Linked DNA regions of Mus musculus: region 1 is linked to region 2. Evidence: chromatin contacts called from public Hi-C data. All regions are on one chromosome and are shown on one strand. Each heading gives the region's core, a stretch centred on a gene start, on an enhancer-like site or on the middle of the called end of the contact. The rest is flanking DNA. Distances are from core to core; before and after follow the strand shown. Region 1 holds the start of Ppdpf (pancreatic progenitor cell differentiation and proliferation factor). Region 2 holds the start of Kcnq2 (potassium voltage-gated channel, subfamily Q, member 2).

Evidence for each region. A called contact is a pair of places that touch in the nucleus more often than the background predicts.
Region 1: a Hi-C map of embryonic fibroblasts shows a contact between it and region 2, with 1.5 times the contacts expected there. The contact joins the promoter of Ppdpf here to the promoter of Kcnq2 in region 2. A contact is called at or near these places in 4 of 39 promoter capture datasets (the 3T3-L1 cell line, cranial neural crest, hippocampal neurons and 1 more), 4 of 484 Hi-C or Micro-C datasets (embryonic fibroblasts, embryonic stem cells and nephron progenitors), 2 of 115 datasets of contacts at active chromatin or transcription factors (both in embryonic stem cells) and 2 of 9 other capture datasets (adipose tissue and pancreatic islet).

What each region holds. Positions count from the first base shown.
Region 1 is chr2:181,183,593-181,189,613 of GRCm38.p6, reverse strand. Ppdpf (pancreatic progenitor cell differentiation and proliferation factor) reads right to left here and starts at 2,367. Exons shown (of 5, transcript NM_001356427.1): 1 at 2,160-2,367; 2 at 1,878-1,949; 3 at 1,728-1,805; 4 at 1,514-1,610; 5 at 1,110-1,432. The coding sequence starts at 1,932. The coding sequence ends at 1,315. It overlaps Gm24892 (a small nuclear RNA gene), which reads right to left; the gene lies at 5,999-6,021.
Region 2 is chr2:181,133,468-181,139,702 of GRCm38.p6, reverse strand. Kcnq2 (potassium voltage-gated channel, subfamily Q, member 2) reads left to right here and starts at 4,414. Exons shown (of 17, transcript NM_010611.3): 1 at 4,414-4,906. The coding sequence starts at 4,611.

The DNA of each region.
Region 1 (6,021 bases), core at 1,118-3,617, 52 kb before region 2:
TACAGGTGCTTCTGGCAAAAACCTTGTGGTACAACTTGGATGTGGCAGCCTGACCTGAATACACTTTCTGAGAACAAAGTCCTGGCACCACAAACAAACACAGGTGCCTGACAGCACTTGTAAACATGTCAGCCTGGCTTTGCTGAGATTGCAGGGCTTGTTCCAGAACCTACAGTGTAACCAGCCCTAGGCCTATCTCTTCAGAGGGTTATCACTCAAGATCAGAGTAGATCCCAAAATCTTTCCTTTACTATCATCTTAACGTCATTCTTTATACTTCTGATTATTCTCTACAACTTTTCTCTAACCCTTCTGCAAGTCACTAAAATACTCACTTCTCAGCTTTGCCAGCTGCAGCTGTACATCTGACAAGACTTCAGAGAATCCACAAAGGGGAAGGGAAGATGGAACCACTCTCCTTGCCGCCTGGAGCTGTTGGCTGTCCCTAGCTTCTAGCTGACAAGGAGCAGCTCTGTGAGCTTCATCTGGCCTAAGTAAAACTCATTTCCTGTTCTGAGTCCACCAAAGGGGAAAAGAGCCTCCTCCATTGGACTACTTGTTTGGGAGTTAAGGGCAGCCTTCTTCAAGCTTTCCGGATACCCTGAGGGCAGGCAGGAGGGAGGCTCAGCAGTCAGAGGCACAGGCTTTAGTTCCCTGGGGAGAGTGCAGCTGTTTACCAGGTGAGGTAGCAGAAAGGCTTGCTGAGCCACACCTAAGACTCCACCCTAACCTTGCCATTTCAGCCACCCCCCTCAGCTCCTATGCCCTCTGACCTAGAGGCTAGACTTCCTGTGTTTGTAACCCTCTTTCAGTCTGAGCTAGTATCCCCAACCTTGGGGAACCAGCCGTGCAGCAAGTAGTGGGGAGGGCCTGACCCAAGATCACCCACCAGGTTCCTGTGTAGGAACTGAGAGCTCCCAAACTCAGCCAGAGGCCCAGCTTCCCCTGGACTGTCTACCTGGGGCCAGGCCCACTTGAGAGGGTATCTCACCAGATGCAGGGGTATCACTGGGAAGGGTCTCAAGGAGCTGTCAGGAAAGCCTGGGAGCAGTATAGCATCCAGCAGGAAGCAAGGCTGGATTCAGTAATGTTTCAAACATACCAGGGGAGGGTGGCTGCTGTGAGTTTATTTTCTGCTTTGTGCCAAGACACAGTTATGGGGTCAGGAAAGTTCAGTGCTGTGAACCAAGAGGGGGCTCTCTCCAGCTTCTACTGGTTTCTCTTGTTCAGCCTTCCTAGTTTACAGGGAGGGTCGAGAGGGTAGGCACTGGCCTAGCACCACTTCAGCTTGGGCAGGCTGCAGATTCTGATAGGTCAGGAAAGGTCCCTGGGGTTGGTCTGGCCAGAATGGATGACTGGCTGCTGCTTCATGGTTTCAGGAGTCAGGCCACAGGTCATCGGGCTTCTGGAGACCTGGGGGGATTCTGCCGAGCTGTAAGGAGAGCATAGGTCACTGGGTCGGCATTTGCTTTAATTGGGGCCACCCCCACAACCACATGGAAGATGGACTCACCGCTCAGGAGACTCCAACACTGTAGTCATGAACGGGAGTGTGGATTTCCCGAAAAAGAAGCTGGCCCACCAGTGGCCCGGGTCGGCTTTGGGAAGACCTGAGGAGCAAAGGAGGGTCACGATGGGGTCAAGTCCTTCTCCACGCTACCCATCCCCCACCCCACTCCGCCTTAGGACGTGAACTCTGCCCTTCCGCTGGCTGGTTCTGCACTTACCCGGGGACTGGAGCACGGCGTCCCCAGGGTACTCGGCACTTCCGCCGGAGCTGCTGCTGGACGAGGAGCCCAGGCGTCCTGGGAAGGGGAGGCGGGTCAGCCACAGGGCCCTGGGCCAGCCCTGGGCGGGGCTGGCGAGGGGCTACTTACGCCGATAGTAGTCATGGGTAGCCACGAGCGAGCCGCTGGAAGGGATGGCTGCCATGCTTCAGGACCGAGGCGCTGCGGAGACGAGAGCAGAATGTGGGCCCTGGTCACCGCACACCGGAGGGTTCCCCGAGTCTCCCGGGTCCTGACAGTGCCAGGTTTCCAAGCGGCTCCAACCAGCCCGGTCCGGCTGCGTGGTGAGACAAAGGGGCTTTGTCTGCTCCTGGCCCCAAGAAGACGCGCCTCCCCCACCCCACCGCCGGCTGCCTTCGTCACTGCCCTCACCTCGGCGGAGAACCCCTTCCTTGCAGGCTTCGTTTTTAGGCCACCAGGGCGCTAGGCCGCGGAGCCCATTTGCAAAGATAACCCACGAAACACCACTTTAGGACCCACGCGCGCTATGCGCACGCGCGTACTTAGTAGCTTTCCTGCACCGCAAAAGACGCACCACTGGGAGGCGGGGCGCGCGTCAAAGCCCCTCCCGCTTCACAGCGGGCCCACCCATGAGACTTTTGAGCTCCCCTGATAGACCAGAAGTAGCACGAAGTGGTCCCGCCCTTCCCTATTAGACTCCACCCCGAGCGGAGCAAGAATCCACCCTACCTTCTGCAATGCTAGGTTCTGCAAAGTTCCACATTGGCCCTAACCTCCTTGATCAAACATCTGTGGTTTCGCTCCAGTCGAAACCAGCTCTGCTGCTTTTTTCCTGCCTGGTTCGGACTCGAACCCGGATAGAAGAGGTTAAAGAATCTCATGTGCCCCTCAGTCTGTGCCACCCTCTCGGATGTGGTCTCATGTAGTACAGCCTGTTTGGTGTTCTTGTTCCCTTTACTTGGGGCTGCCCGCTGCTTTCGCTGGTCCCCGCAGGCTTTATTTTCCACGTACCTCACTCCGACCCTTGACTGAGTGGATCTGTTTAACATAAGTAAGCACAAGCTGTTGCCGCGCACCTCCCTACCATCGCAATCTCTGTTTTCTGGGCTCACTGGATGGTGCCTGGAGCCCCCAAGCGGTCCTGTAGGGAATAGCCTGCCCTTGGTAAGCTGAGGAGCTGTCTGTCTTTCAAGTCCTGACTCGCATTGTTGTTCATCATTCCCAACCTGTGTTCTGTTTGGAGAGGAGTGATGGAAGACAGACGAAGCCTTGGGGTCAGAGAGAGCTCTAACAGAGACAGTCTCTAGTAGCTTCCATTGTTGGTCGGAGACTCATGTTTGGGGGGAATCAAGTTAGGGCTGGCCAGCATGCCCTGCCCACCCTTCCCTTCCTCAGCAGCCTGTGTTCTGTCAGACCGAGAGGATCATGAGCCAGCTTCGTGCAGCATGCTTCTCCTATAACCAAAGATGCTGGACTTCATTGGAGGCTCAGGGAGAACCGACTAGGCTGAGGCTAGTAGGATCCCAGGAGGAGGCTCTTGTGTCGCCGAAGTCTCAAGGCTGCTTGGCTGGGACCCTTTGCTTGGATTTGTTGAGACCTACTCTGTGCAAGCATTGATCCAGGCTCGGGAAAACCAGACAAGAAATGGTCCAGTAGGGGTGCTGGTTTAGAGATCATAAAGGAGATGGGTAAGGTGTAATGAAAAAGAGGTGGGGGCAGTTGACATGACAGCAGTACAAGTGAGTAAGGCCACTGATAAGGACCGTCCTGGTGACACCAGGAGGGTGAGACTTCTGTCTTCATAGTGTTATGTACTTCAGATTCTATGACTTACCCTGAACTGTCCTGGTCAAGTACATGGGCATCTCCAGTGGTTATTAGCTATTTCCTGTAGTGAAAATTCCCTCTGAAAAGAAAGTAAAGGATATATGCCTAGTTCTATTGCATCTTCTTATGCCTGCTCTTTTCTGAAGGGAAAGAGAGGAACAATGGATCTGGGGAAGATGGGAGATGGGCAAGGTCAGGGAGAAGGAGAAAGGGAGGCTGCTGTGGGGATGTATTGCATATGAGATGAGTGAAAAATAAAACCTCCCAAGAATACAAGGACTTGCTGATGATTGCACACGCCTTTATCCCAGCACTTGGGAAGCAGAGGCAGGCGAATCTCTGTGAGCTCGGAGCCAGCTTGGTTTACAGAGCTAGTTCCAGGATGACCAGGGCTACATAGAGAAGGCCTGTCTCGAAACAAACAATTACAAGAGAGTTCCAGGAACTCACAAGAGATTTACCAACACTTGCCACACTCTTCTCCAGGTTATATAAACTGTAACTGATTGCTGGGACAAGGGGACGCTCCAGCATAGTAGACTGCAACCAGGAAACTCAAGCAGCCTCCTTGACTTGTCACTCAGCCTCATATGAGCCTTGTGACTGAGCTTCTGAGTCACCTTCACTTTTGTAAGTGACCCTTACATCTTAGTAGTTTACTCATTGTCATACAGTCTGTTGCAGAGGGACATCATGGCAGCAGGAACATGAGGCAGCATGGTCATGTCTGCAGTTAGGAAACAGAAAGATGATGGCTGGTGCTCACCTCACTCTCCTTTTCTTTGTTTATTCAAGAATGCAGCCCATGGGATGGCACTGTCCACATTTGGGGAATGTCTTCCCACCTCAGTTCCAATCTAGAGACTTCTTCACAGACAACATGTGCAAAGGCTCATTTCCATAGTGGCTCGAACTCCCATCAAGTCTGCTAAGATTAACCACCAAATACCCACGCTTCCATCAGTAATTCTAGTAAACTCATTGGTTCACAAGCTAGACTTGGAATTTCTTCTTTGGTCTGTCATTAACGTCCTGCCTGCAGTGAACAGATACTTGTTGTGTTCCCCAGGAAAAGCTATGTAACACCTGTGTGGTTCAGACAAAGGCCAGAGAGACCAGGCTGAGGGGAGGGACTGTCAGGATTCAACTGTAAACTGGTTTGGAAGAAGGCCTCGTACAGTTTGCACAAACTTGAGATTGGGATTGGAACTTAACACTGTTTATCTGAAGTGTGAACTATCTGCCCTGATTTGGAGACATGGTGGTTACTCAGCAGGGACACAGATGAGTCAGATATGAGTGTGGGCCACCTCTAGGGTTTCAGGCAATATATGTAGTACATATATACAGGGGTTTAGGGCTTCCATGGGGGGAGGGGAGGACAGGGCTGCCAGGGCTTCTGTTGAGACTGGTTCTAGCCTTGCCACCTGTTTCCAGGGTTGGATTATCTCTCTCTTCATCAAAAGGCCAGAATGCACAGATGTATTCACTGAAGAAGCAATGGCTGCCCTTGTTCCTCAGGAAGTAGAGGCTGAGTAAGACCAGCCTCACATTGCCCAGCGTTTGCAAAGTTCCAGAGTCTAGTAGGAACTATGGAACATTGGTCTATTAAGGAGGTCAAGCCTGGTCCCACCTCCTGTTTGGTGCAGAAGGAGGTGCCTTGTCCATTTCCAGCAGGAAATAGGATGTATGTAGCTTGTGGATGTCTTACAGCCTGTGCTATGCTGTCCTGGAGATACGCAGCCTCTCTGAATCTGCTCTGTGGGAGTAAGGTTGGGTCCCACCAGGGGCCTTTCTGGCTGTCTCAGGGATGGACAGTTTAGAGGTATAGTCCTCTGCTGTGTTGGACAGGTTAAGGCTGCAGATGTGCTGTGCCCACTTCCTGCCAGGTGTTCTCCCTACAGTATCCTCTTAGGAGCAGAGTTTGTGATCCAGATGGTGGGTCAGCACCCAGGAAAGGAAAGAAGAAGTGCCATGAGAGTTTCCCACACTGGGGCAAGCTAACTGCTTTGCTTGGATGGATATGCCTGGGAGAGGCTTCAATGGAGAGGCTCACAGTGGGGGACCAGCAGCTGATTATCCCCAGCTGGACAAGAAGGCCTTCTGTCTCTCCCACGCCACCCTTGGCTATGATCTGGGTCTCCCTAATCATCCCACCTCATTCTCAGTGTCAAGATCAGCGTCTGTAGTAGAGTCTGAAGGGAGCGTCTTTCATCTGTCTGCCTGTCTGTCTGTCTCTCTCCTTCCCTCACCCTCTCCCTCCATTCCCCCTTCCTTCCTAGCTAAGATGAGTTCTCACTCTGCTATCCAGGCTGGCTTCAGACTCTTGAGCTCAAGTGAATCTTCTGCTTCAGCTTCCCATGTGCAGAGGGCCCAGGCATGTACCATTACGCCAGCTCTGGGATAGTCTTAATTTTTTTCTTGTAAATATGGAATAATTCATGAA
Region 2 (6,235 bases), core at 3,165-5,664:
TCCATCCCTCAGGAGTAGCACTCTAGGCTGAAGGCCCAGTCCATGCAGTTGTGTGAGAGGCACTGGGGTGCTGTGATTGGCTAGTGTCTGGGGATAGAGGTTGAGGTGTTCTGAGAGGGAGTGGCAGGCATGGTCTCAAAGGTGAGTGGCCATGAGCTGGAGAGTACTCAATACAAATGAGCCCTGGGCATGGAGCATGAATTACTCCGTAGTAGAGCCTGTGTCGTGCTCTCATTGAGACAAGAGGATGCTATATTCCTCACCTTTTATCTGCAATCCAACAGGGACAATTGACACAGCTTCTTTACTTGTCTGGGGTGTGAGGAAGGGTGGAGAGGAGCTAGCTGCAAAGCTGTGGTCCAGGAAGGAAGAAGGAAGAGGAGGACGAGGAGGAGGAAGAGAAGGAGGAGGAGGAGGAAGAGGAGGGGGAGGAGGAGGAGGAAGAGGAGGAGGAGGAGGAGGAAGAAGAGGAACCTAAGGACATAAGACTGTCCCAGAAGAGGGCAGACAGAACTTTCTAGAAGCCCAGAAAGCTTGTCTTGGGGCATCTTTGGACACTCCTCGGGCCACCACCATTCCCTGGCTATCACTATCTCTTCCATCACAGTGGGGACACCTGCCATGAAAGTATTATCAGTGGTTGAGAAAGACGAGTTCAGTTCTGGAAGTAATTAGTCAGTTTGCCAGGGGCTAGGGCAGCTCTTTGAGAACTCAGGTCCTTAAAAAAAAAACCCAACCAATCAACAAACAAACAATCAAACAAACACCCTTCTATAAATTAAATTCTTATTGACTTCAACCTGTAAGTGTTCCTGTCAGATTTACAAAAACAGAAAACACAGCACTTTTATATCTTTTCTTTCCCTCACTGCATTGCTCTTTATGATCCAGACCAACAGTCTTTCTTCTTAATAGTGGAAAATTCCTTTGAGGGGGGCCTTTCTGCCTGGGTAGGCACTTCCTGTCATCCAAATTACAGGATTAAAACAACCACAGCTCTGCCCAGCCAGAGTGACTGAGAACCTGTCTCTTCTCATTTCCCCAAATTGAGTCTGTTTCCCGGCTGGCAGTGTTCTCCCTTCTGGTCTTAGCAGCTGCTCTGTCTTCCTTGGAAGGAGGTCTCTGTTGGAAGAGATCCCCATGTACTGCTGACTGTGATAGCTGACCCTTGGAAAGAGGGTGATCGAACTCCTGGGCATAAATGCTATTATGTAACAATCAGGCTTGCTCAAACTATAAAGCTGGGCTTCCTAGAAGGGGCTATGGATGGTGGCACACACTTTCTGTGGCTTCACTGGAGGGTTCTGACAGTCTGGCCACCACAGACCATCGAGGCAGCACAACATTCCCTGTACTTGGCATCTGTGAGACCTGAGTCCCAATCTCAGCTGGAGAGAAAAAGAATGGTAGGTTTCCATCCAAAAAGCACTGGTATTCCTTTGACCCATATTGCTGTGTGTATCTCTCTAGAGAGGTGACATGCTGGTGGGCCTCCATCATGAGTAGTCACAATAACCATGGCTCATAGACCCTTTCTTCACCCTTGCAGGCTCTGAGACAGTGGGTACAAAGATACAAGTTCAGAAAGGCCCAGGCAGAAAATATATTGGACATAGCCTCTCGGATTTTTGCTTGTTTCTCTTCTTAAGATTTATTTTAAGATACATTTCCAATTTATTAAGATTATTTTTAATGTGTATTGGTGTTTTGTCTGCATTTGTATCTGTATGAGGGTGCCAGATCCCCCTGCAACTGGAGTTACAGACAGTTATGAGGTGCCATGTGGTTTTGGAGATTGAACTCAGGTTCTCTGGAAGAACAGTCAATGTTTATATATATATATATATGAACCATATATGTACATATATGAACCATATATGTATACATATAAACCGTATATGTGTGTGTGTATATGTATTTGTATGCACACAGGGTTTCTCTGTGTAGCCATGGCTGTTCTGGAACTCACTCTGTAGACCAGGCTGGCCTCAAACTCAGAGATCCACCTGCCTCTGCCTCCCAAGTGCTGGGATTAAAGGTGTGCGCCACCACTGCCCGGCAGCTCTGAATTCTCGATATTCCTTCTGTCTAAGCCCCTGAGTCCTGGGATCACATTGTGAGCCACTGTGTCTGGCTAAATATATTAATTTTTAAAAAGTGCTGGGGATGGGACCCAGGATATAATGCATTCAAAACAAGTACTTTTACTACTAAGCCATGTCCCCAAATTATTGTTTTGTATAGGAAGGGATATATTGAAGGACTACTTCAGGGGCCGCGGGTACTGGCAAAAACTTTAAACTGCTCTTTGACATGGTAGGAGTCAATGTGATCATGTGGGGGGTTTTTGGTTTGTTTGTTTTGTTTTTGTTTTTTGTTTTTTGAGACAGGGGTTCTCTGTATAGCCCTGGCTGTCCTGGAAGTGATCTTGTGTTTTGATGGTCCAACATCTCTGCCTGTTGAGCACGATGAGCAACATCATGTTGTTCAGCAATAGCTGAGCAGGGAGCCATCGTCATGGAGAGAGGAACAGGCTGATCTCCAGGCGGGCTGTCAAGGAGGTGCTGAAGGGACAGCGCCCGGCTGAAGGGTGATTCTGATGTGGGCTGCAAGCGCTTCAGCCTGGACCAGAGCTCTCCCCAGCTGGAGCTGGGCTATCATATGCATCTGAATTTTTTCCACCACCTCTCTCTGGAATCTTGTTAATGCAGTCTTGGCAAATATGGCCTGAGCCTGTAAGCTTTCCCTATCTACTTTTAAGTAAAATGAAATTCCTGTTGCTTGCTTGCCTGAGTGTACACGACCCACTTTCCTGGATCTTCGGGAGGCCAGCTGAATGCTGGTAACCAAGCTGCTGACAGTGCATGGCCCACAGGTGTGCAAGACGTGGTATTAAAAAAAAAACCCATAAATGATTAATGAGCCAGCTTCCTGGGAAGACATCTTAAGCAGAGGAAGGAGGGAGCCGTAAGCCACAACGAAGGAATCACTTTCTAGAACCTTCTGAAATGTGGTAAAGCTGTTGGTACAAATAACATAGGTAGAGAGCAGAGCTCTTGGGAATGCAGAGATCTCTACACCAACTTTACTCTCCCATGAACTTTCCCAGTGTTGTGTGTGTGTGTGTCATACTCTACAGTACCAGAAAGTTTGTGGGCTCATAACGACTTCAAGGGTGTGTCCCCATTTTCCCCCCAAAAGAGAAGATGAGTAAGTTTGTATCTGTTGGTGTTATGGAACTCTAGAGAACCTTGACCTTTGCCTTCCTTTCAGTGCCTCCTCTTGGAACACATTTCCTTCCTAGGGAACCAGAACCTTTTATCCCTCAGGGCTCTGACTCACCCCATCCCCAGACAAAATTTCTGTGTGTTCTGGCTGTCCTGGGACTCTCTCTGTAGACTTGGCTGGCCTCAATCTCACAGAGGTCTGCCTGCCTCTGCCTCCCAAGTGCTAGGATTAAAGGTTTGCAGCACCACTGCCCGGTTTGGGCTCTGATTGTCCCAGGAGGGTGGATAGAATGAGCTAGGCTCTTCCCAGTTGCCATCTACGATCTGTAATCACTTATTTAGTTATTTTAAAAATACTATTTTGAGATTTGTTTATTTTTACGTTATGTTTAGTGGGTATGTTTTGCCTGCGTGTATGTATGAGTACCACAAGCTTTCAGTGCTCAAGAAGGCCACAAGAGGTCTTTGCATTCTCTGGTATTGGAGTTAAGTTCCTAATGTCATGTGGGTACTGGGAACCAAACCCAGGTCTTTTCAAAGAACAGTCAGTGCTCTTAACTACTGAGCTATCTCTCCAACCTGACTTATAAAACTTACAGTTCTTTTACAGAGACTTGAATGGAAGATGACCCAGAGGTGATGGTAAAGCCAGCCCGTGCAAGGAGTGGGCAGCACTTCCCTCCCCCCACCCCACCCACAAACACCTTGTACCTAAGGCCTCTTCTGACTGGGTGGGCCAGGCTGGTGCCTCCTCCATAACCATGTACAGTTGGCTCAGTAAGCCTGGAGGTGGGCAAGGATTCTGCTCTAGGCACTGCTCTGGTTACCCTTAGAGAGCCTGTACAAATTTCCCTGCACACCCAGAGGAAGTGCTGGGCCTTCCTCATGTCTGGCCCTCTTGATGCTAAGAGCCAAGATCCTTGTGGGCTGAATCTTTAACACCGAACTTGACAATGGCCAGGATCCTTCCAAAGGTGTCCACTTGCCGACTCCAGGTCAACTCTGGTGCTTTGCCCTCTCAGCGGTGACGGCAGGGCTGGACTCCCCCTCAAGGATTACCGGGCTAGGAGAGCAGGAAGGGTTGTCCTGTGAGGCAGTACACCTGGACCAGCTCTCCCTGCCTGCCACTACAATGGCGTCGTAGGGGTTAAGGCGGGCGGGGCGGGGCGGCGGGAGGAGCCCTCGCGGAAGCCGGCCAGGCACCGAGGCGCGCGCGGAGCCGGGTGGCCGCAGCGTCCCCGCGCGCGGCCGGGCCAGGTAGGAACGCAGAGCCGCAGCCGCCTCGCCATGCGGCTGCCGGACCGGAGGCCTGGGCTGGGGCCCGCGCCACCCCCCGCGCGCCGCCCCCGCTGAGCCCGCGCCCGATAGGGCGCCGCAGGCACCATGGTGCAGAAGTCGCGCAACGGTGGCGTGTACCCCGGCACCAGCGGGGAAAAGAAGCTCAAGGTGGGCTTCGTGGGGCTGGACCCCGGCGCGCCCGACTCCACACGCGACGGCGCGCTACTCATCGCGGGCTCCGAGGCCCCCAAGCGCGGCAGCGTTTTGAGCAAGCCGCGGACGGGCGGCGCGGGAGCCGGGAAGCCCCCGAAGCGCAACGCCTTCTACCGCAAGCTGCAGAATTTCCTCTACAACGTGCTAGAGCGGCCCCGCGGCTGGGCGTTCATCTACCACGCCTACGTGTAAGTGGCCCGCGATGTGGTGAGCGGTGGGCCTGGCGAAACCCTGGCCGGGCCGCGGGTTGATAGCAGGCGCAGCTGCGGTGGACTGAGGGGCCCTGGTGTGCGTGTCCGCGCGCGCGCCTGGTTCGCGTCGTGGGCGTGGGGTTTGGGTCGTGGCATTGCAGTCTCGGGTTAAAGCAAAGGATAGGGATTGGAGAGTGACTTTGGAGATCATTCTGTAGTCAGGGACTGTTTTATTTGGGGAGGGGGAGGGTTACGGCCGCCAGGCTGGGTTGTACCAGCCCTTCCCCCGCAGGACGGGATGTACTGGCGCCCCAGCCCCCCTCAGCCCGAGAGGCCCCTCCCCACGGCCCGCAGCGCGGAACAAAGGGCCGCCTAGGAGGGAGGGCGGCTCAGCTCTAGGTCTGAACTCATTCGCCCCTCTGCATCCCCGTGGGTTCTCTCCGACATCCAAGTAGGGGCAATGCAGAAGATTGGCCTCATCTCAGTCATCCTCCTAACCTCTTGCTACCTCTCTGAGCTTCCGGGTTGCAGAAATGGGGAGGGGACATAACATCCCATCACCTCAGCCCTGGCTGAGGGCAGTTGCCTGTACTCATCTCCGGAGGCCCACTCTCCTGTTCTCTACACTCTAAGTAGTCCCTTTGTACCTGCTGATGATCTCGCTACACATTCTGGGCTTTAGATCCTTGAGAGACTATTATCCCCCAGTACTGCCAGCTTTGGGCCTGGAAGGGGCTGCTCCTGTCCCCAAGTCTGGGACTCCTTCTGGGGCAGAGCCAGAAAGAGTCGAACCTGTTTCACGCATACATGAGTGTGTGTGTGTGTGTGTGTGTGTGTGTGTGTTTATGTTAGTATGCATAACCTCCCAATGCAAGGACGCTGGCTCTCCTATTCCAGTAGAACCAGGGACAGAGGAGGAGCACTAAGACTCGGCCATTTTGTATGAGAAGCATCATTTGGGGATGGGAGTGAGACCCATGTTCAGGAAAAGTCTCTATCGAGGTGCCCACTTGTCCTGGCCTTGGTAGGATATGTGTCCCATGAGTGGGCCTGGGAGTATTCTGCATGTGATATGTGAATAGGTTTGGGGACAAGGAAAGGTCCATAGAAGGAAATTACTGGATGCCTGCAGAATGATGTCCTGGGGGTCATCACAACCTATGAGTAGTGTGTGTGTGTGTATGTGTGTGTTCCAGTGGATAGTCCTGAAATTCTCCAAGGCAAAGGTTTCACCAATAAGGCTGTCCAAGGGAAGCAGCCTGTAGTGTCAGCCCCTACCCCCCTCCAGAAAGATGAATTTGATTCTCCCTTGCCCAGGGTCCTGTG